Linked DNA regions of Manis pentadactyla: region 2 is linked to region 1. Evidence: chromatin contacts called from public Hi-C data. All regions are on one chromosome and are shown on one strand. The core of a region is the stretch at or near the end of the contact, and the rest is flanking DNA. Distances in the headings are between cores, read along the strand shown.

The links. Hi-C and Micro-C count contacts between places; a contact is called where the count stands out from the background.
Region 2: a contact with region 1 is called in a Hi-C map of blood, with 5 times the contacts expected there. The contact joins the promoter of ANKRD17 here to the promoter of LOC118933344 in region 1. A contact is called at or near these places in 2 of 3 Hi-C or Micro-C datasets (blood and skin fibroblasts).

The regions. Positions count from the first base shown.
Region 1 is chr5:59,773,320-59,776,216 of mManPen7.hap1, reverse strand. LOC118933344 (cytochrome c oxidase assembly protein COX18, mitochondrial) reads left to right here and starts at 1,543. Exons shown (of 5, transcript XM_036927533.2): 1 at 1,543-2,052. The coding sequence starts at 1,711.
Region 2 is chr5:59,948,680-59,951,565 of mManPen7.hap1, reverse strand. It overlaps ANKRD17 (ankyrin repeat domain 17), which reads left to right and starts at 1,338. Exons shown (of 32, transcript XM_036927556.2): 1 at 1,338-2,193. The coding sequence starts at 1,828. LOC118933358 (a long non-coding RNA gene) reads right to left here and starts at 1,763. Exons shown (of 5, transcript XR_005033085.2): 1 at 1,631-1,763.

The DNA of each region.
Region 1 (2,897 bases), core at 294-2,793:
TAGATACTCATAAATTTTATTTAGATCAAAATATTCAAACTTAAAACAGTGAAAGTTTATGTGATCCCAATATGTAGCAGCTAAAGTGGACCTACGGTGTCTGAAAAAGTCCCAGTCCTGACCCCATCATACAGCTCCACATGAAGAAGTCTTAGGGATCTGAGGAATAGTTTGAAAACTTAACATAGATTATATGAACAGTGAATACATAAACATGGATTTTTCTTCTTGGGATTTTTTTCAATTGACTCTCTCCTACATACTGAAAGGGGAGAGTCTCTAGGCCCAAATGCCACTGTGGACGACTCTAAATGTCATCAGTTCTCTAGAAGAATGATGCAACCGCACTGAAGTCGCTTTTTTATTACCACAATCTTTAGACGAAGATATTTCCACTTAAAATTCATTTCCACCTTAATCAGTAGTCAGCAACCTGTCACTTCTTTTTTAACTTAAAAGAAATTACTTTTAAGAGGGAAAAATGCATAGGGAAACAGATGGGTAAGCTTTTTCTTTTAAAAGTAATGTATATAGCATACGTTGGGATGTGTGTGTTTAAGCACATTTAAAAATTCATGTCTGGACTTCTCAGATGTCGATTTGAAGGTAGATGACTTCCAGAATCAGTGAAAAAGACTATTCTGGCTCCCTGGGGTAGGTGTGTAATGAAACAACAGCAGCTGCAGTTGACAGTGCCCCAACTTTTGTCACAGTCTTTTTTCTAATCAGCATTTTACTCCATGCAACACCATTTGGCCTTTAGGTCTAGGGGTAACCTTTCTGCGAAGAAATTACCTCATTCCAGTTGCTGTTGCCAGAAACACAAAAGTGAAAACTAGTCCCACAGACATGGCCCGTTCCTTTTAACCAGAAGACACCTAAAGCTACTGTTAAGGCTCTTGAAAGCGTATCTAGGATACATGCAAACTCTAGTAAAAGAATTCACGGTGTTTCCACTGTTAATTACTCCTAAGTCAGGAGATGATACTTTACTCTTAATAGATCTGCTATTTTCTAAAGTTTTGGATCAAATGTTGAAGGAAAGTCAGTTTGCACGTAGGGTAAAAATGCTAACTGGAAGAAATGAGCCACTCAGATCTTTATTCCACAAACTGAAGTATGCCTCAAGCATAAAAACTTGACGGCTGGAAACATGCCTCCAAGCTGGCATTTCAGCAACGTGACGACTCTTTAGCAGTATTAACAAGTCTCAGTCTCTAGCGGAAGCGACCAGGGCGCACGTAAAGAGATGGGAGACTATCCTTTGGTCACAAAAGACCCACCAAGCTCAGTCCCGTACAAATGGCATAACTAGTTTAAGTTTAAAAGAAAGGAAAGGCACATGCTGAAGACCGTTTCTACAGGGCGATCGCTTCCTAAAACTCACGTCCGGCCCAGGGCAGCAAACCCACCCACGGCTCTACAGTTCCGGCCTCGGAAGAGTTCCACGCCAGCAGACGGGAGTTCCGGATGCGTGCAGTAGGCCAGCCCAGTGCCGCGTGGGGAAGGCGGGACTTCCCCCTCTCTTGCGTCATCTTCAGTGCGACGCAAGACGTCCTTGGCGTGTTTGGGAAGGGCCGTAGTGGCTGTCTGCGGGCGCGCGTTCTCTGTATCCCCAGGATCGTCAGTGCATGCGCGTGACGGCCCCGCGGAGCAGCGCGGGAAGCTCTTTCGTGTGTCCCGCGATTCGGACACAGGCCTGCTGTAGGCATGTTGTGCCGGCTTTGCGGTAGGTTGCAGCGGCCACTGCCTGCCCTGCTGCTCGGGGCCCGGGGCCCACCACTTGCACCGGCCCCAACGGGCGGCACCAAACGCTCCGCTCTGCCAGTGTGGGCGGTGGCGTCAGTCTCTGCAGTTGGCCCAGGCGGCGCGGGCAGCTGGTACGAGGCCCTAGCCACGTCAGCGCCGGTGCAGGGCACGGAGCAAATGCTGCTCTGCGCACACACCGCGACAGGCCTTCCCTGGTGGGGCAGCATTCTTCTCACCACCGTGGCCCTGCGCGGCGCTGTGACGCTGCCGCTGGCCGCCTACCAGCACTACATCCTGGCCAAGGTGAGGGGCGTCGAGCCGTGCCGGGACTCTGCGCATCAGCCTCCGCGGTGAGGGTGGTGGACGCCTCCCCCGAAATTTTGCAGTGCTTAGTGTTAATCATCGTGACCATTTTATTGCTAAGAAATTTAACTAGCACTGACTACTATGTGAAATGAGAGATGTGTGGTAACACATGCAACCCGTCATTTCGTTTACTCTGCTGGGTTTGTGCCCAAAGCACAAATGGTGTAACTATGCTTGGTGTTCGTGAATGAGAAAAATAAAGGAATCAGCAGGAGAAATTGTGTGGAGAAACCTGTAATTTTTCCGTCTTAAAGGTTGTAACAGCTTGTATGTCTGCAGCATCTTTCATCCCCAAATAGTCCAACTGATCTTACTAGAAAAAATTACTAAGCTAGCAATTTGCAAGCTTGATTCTTTATTCAGGCTGTACCACCTACAAGCCTGTGTCCGGTTACTCACAGCCATATGACCTGCCGTGCTTCCTTATCCTTTTAGGACGGTATGGGCACACCTAGAGGATTTGTTGCAGGTATAGTTCCAGACCACTGCAATAAGCAAATACTGCAGTGAAAGGAGTCAGATAAATTTTTTGGTCTCTTCATGCATGTAAAAGTTGTGTTTACGCTATACTGTAGGCTTAAGCATTCAATATAGCCTTATGTCTTTTAAAAATATAATTTAAAAATACTGAAAAATGCTAACATCATTTGAGTTTTCAGCAAATTGTAATCACTGATCACAGATTACCGTAACAAACACAATAATAATGAAAATGTTTGAGAGAACAGGATTTTAGAAGTTAAGGAATTTGCCCAAGATCACACAGCTAAGAGTACAAGCTG
Region 2 (2,886 bases), core at 89-2,588, 180 kb before region 1:
GATACTAGAGAAAAGGAAAGATTTGGAAGCATCTAAGTTTCTAGCATTTGGAAAATTGAACTTTGTGCCTAATAGCATCTACCTCTTGTGACATTTGAAGTAAAACCATGTAATGAAATGAGCTGGGATTTAAAGACCGCAAAAAGTATTCTATTGTTAGGAAGGAAAAATGCTGAAGGATATACAAAGTAGGAGGGAGGAATCCAGCTGAAGTTATAGAACCTAAATATGCAGTTCTAAGATACACAATGTAGTGTACTGTTCTGCACAGGAACTCAGTAACAACTAGGAGAGGAACGGGCAGATGATTAGTACTTTGTGAGCATACTTTTATCTTACATATTTATCAAACCTTAAAAGTCCTTGGAAGCAGACTGATTTCATTAACTATGCACACAGTAGGCTCATGATGAAATTTTGCTTGAATGAACTGATTCAGTCATTACCAATTCTGCCATAGTACTCTGTCGAGTATTGGCAACTGCCCACATTTCATATGGTATGCCAATGCTAAAAAGAAACAAAAATGCTAAAAAAAAATTCAGGCACACTCAGCTAAACTTAGCAGTTTTAAAATGGCAAGTATGTCAGCTGAGGCATACTTTTTATTTTGTGCCAGTACATCTGTCTTTGATGTTTGCTTCATTTTCCTTACGCCACTGTACTATTGGACCAGGAAGGGATAATTTTTAATTAACAAAACTACACCATTATTTCAAAAGTCCTGAAAGTTCTTCAGATACCTACAAATGAACTCACCCCCATCAAATTATTCTTTCTAAGGCTGGATAGACAAGGATGATTACTTATGATGCTCACTTCACAGACAAAAGGTAAACTGGTGAGAGGTGGAAGAACTAGATCAGGGTCATTCAGTGAATTGTCCGCAAAGTCCTTCTCCTGCGTTCCGTTTGGAAACTAGAGTTGTTATCTAAGACATCACCTAATCAAACTCATTCATATTGCCCAGGTGTAAACTTAGACTCAGGAAGTCTTTGCCTCAAAACTCAGAGAAGCCAAAAGAGGCTCTTTCCCTCACACGACGCCATCTCTCATGATTCCAAACTCACGATTTGGCGGCGGAAAAAAAAGGCCAGGAGTGAACACTACGTACTTCACTCGACAATGAGGCCCCACCTCCGGGATCTGCGGCCCCGGCGGCCAGCTAACAGCGACTGGGCCGCATTTCCGCCCCAGCTTCCAACCCGACCCGGGGCCGCTCCTCTCCAGCATGCCCTCCCGCTGAGGCCCGGAAGCCGGCCCTAGAAATCTCATTTTCGTCTTTTGGCCACCCGCGCGCCACCGCTAGGGCGACGGCTGATGGCGTCACCTGCACTTCCGCCTGCGACTGCGTTCTAGTTACAAGCGAGGAAGGAAGAAGAGCGTTCTGAAGGGCTGTGTGTGGGGAAATAGCAAGGAAAGAGAAGAAATCCCGGTGCTCGCGGGCGCCACAGCAGTCACCGCGGCCCTTCTCTGTCCCCGCCGTCCCCCCATCGGAATCCGCCCCAGGCACACACCCCCCGTCTCCTCACGGTCTCCCCTCCGCTGGGTCTCCCGACACCCGGGTCTCCCTCTGCGCCTCCCCCACCCTCGACCTTGCTCCCTCACGCTCCCTCCCTCTTCCTCCTACCCTCAGGCTCCCCGCCCTTAGTATCGCGAGACGAAGTGAGAGCTGGCGGAGCGGCGGCGGCGGCGGCAGTAGAGGTGACCGAGGCGGTGGCGGCGGAGGCGGCACCGAGCGCTGTGCGGCCCCGGTGCGGCCGAAGTCGCGGTAGCGCGGAATCCCCACACCCCTCCCCCGTCCGCGCCCTCCATCCTTCCCTGGGGATGGAGAAGGCCACGGTTCCGGTGGCGGCTGTGGCGGCGGCAGCTGAGGGAGAAGGGAGCCCCCCGGCGGTGGCGGCTATTGCAGGCCCCCCCGCGGCGGCGGCGGCGGCGGAGGTCGGCGGCGGCAGCGGGGCTCGCTCGGCCTCGTCTCCTCGTGGTATGGTGCGCGTCTGCGACCTGCTCCTGAAGAAGAAGCCGCCGCAGCAGCAACACCACAAGGCCAAGCGTAACCGGACTTGCCGACCCCCCAGCAGCAGCGAAAGCAGCAGCGACAGCGACAACAGTGGCGGCGGCGGCGGCGGCACCAGCAGCAACAACAGCGAGGAAGAGGAGGACGACGACGACGAGGAGGAGGAGGTTTCTGAGGCAAGGGCCTGGTTTCAGAGGAAGGCGGGCGGAGGGGTCTGTAAAGGGTGGGAAGGTAGAAAGGGGCTTGCGGTGGGACTCATTCCTGCAGGTCGCACCCTCTTAGGGGCCAGGCTTTCCACTGCCCTCTTTCTTTCCCGGCCTAACCGGTGAGGTGTGGGGCTGTGGGGGAGGGTAGCTGACACGTGGGGATGGGATGGGAGGACCGCAGAGTCAGGGGTTGGTGAGCAGCATGTTGCCTTGGGATGGTTCACATGGTTAAGGATGGAGGGAACTGGTTAGATTACCTATTTGCACACCGGCGGGGTCCGCCTGGGGTCAGCAGGGCTATGTTATTCCTGGGGCGGGAGCGGGACCAACGCGGGAGGGGTAAGTTAATAGGTAGATGAGCCCCTTGGGGAACTACTAGGAGGCTGGTTAATTTTTCCCGGTTGTGCGGTGGAGGGGAGCAGTTTTGCGGGGAGGTAAGGTTGTAATGGCTTCAGAGCTAAGTATTTGTGTCTGTGAGGGACACGTGAGAAGCTGTACTTTTCCATACTGTTTTGCCGCAGGTTTTTTTCATAATTATTGTGGTTGCTGAAGTAACCTTCACTTCCTCGATCTCTCAGGGATTTTTGGATGAACTGATCTTACATCCGTATACATTTATAGATAACTATCTCAGTGACTGAAAATATATTTGAACCTTACATG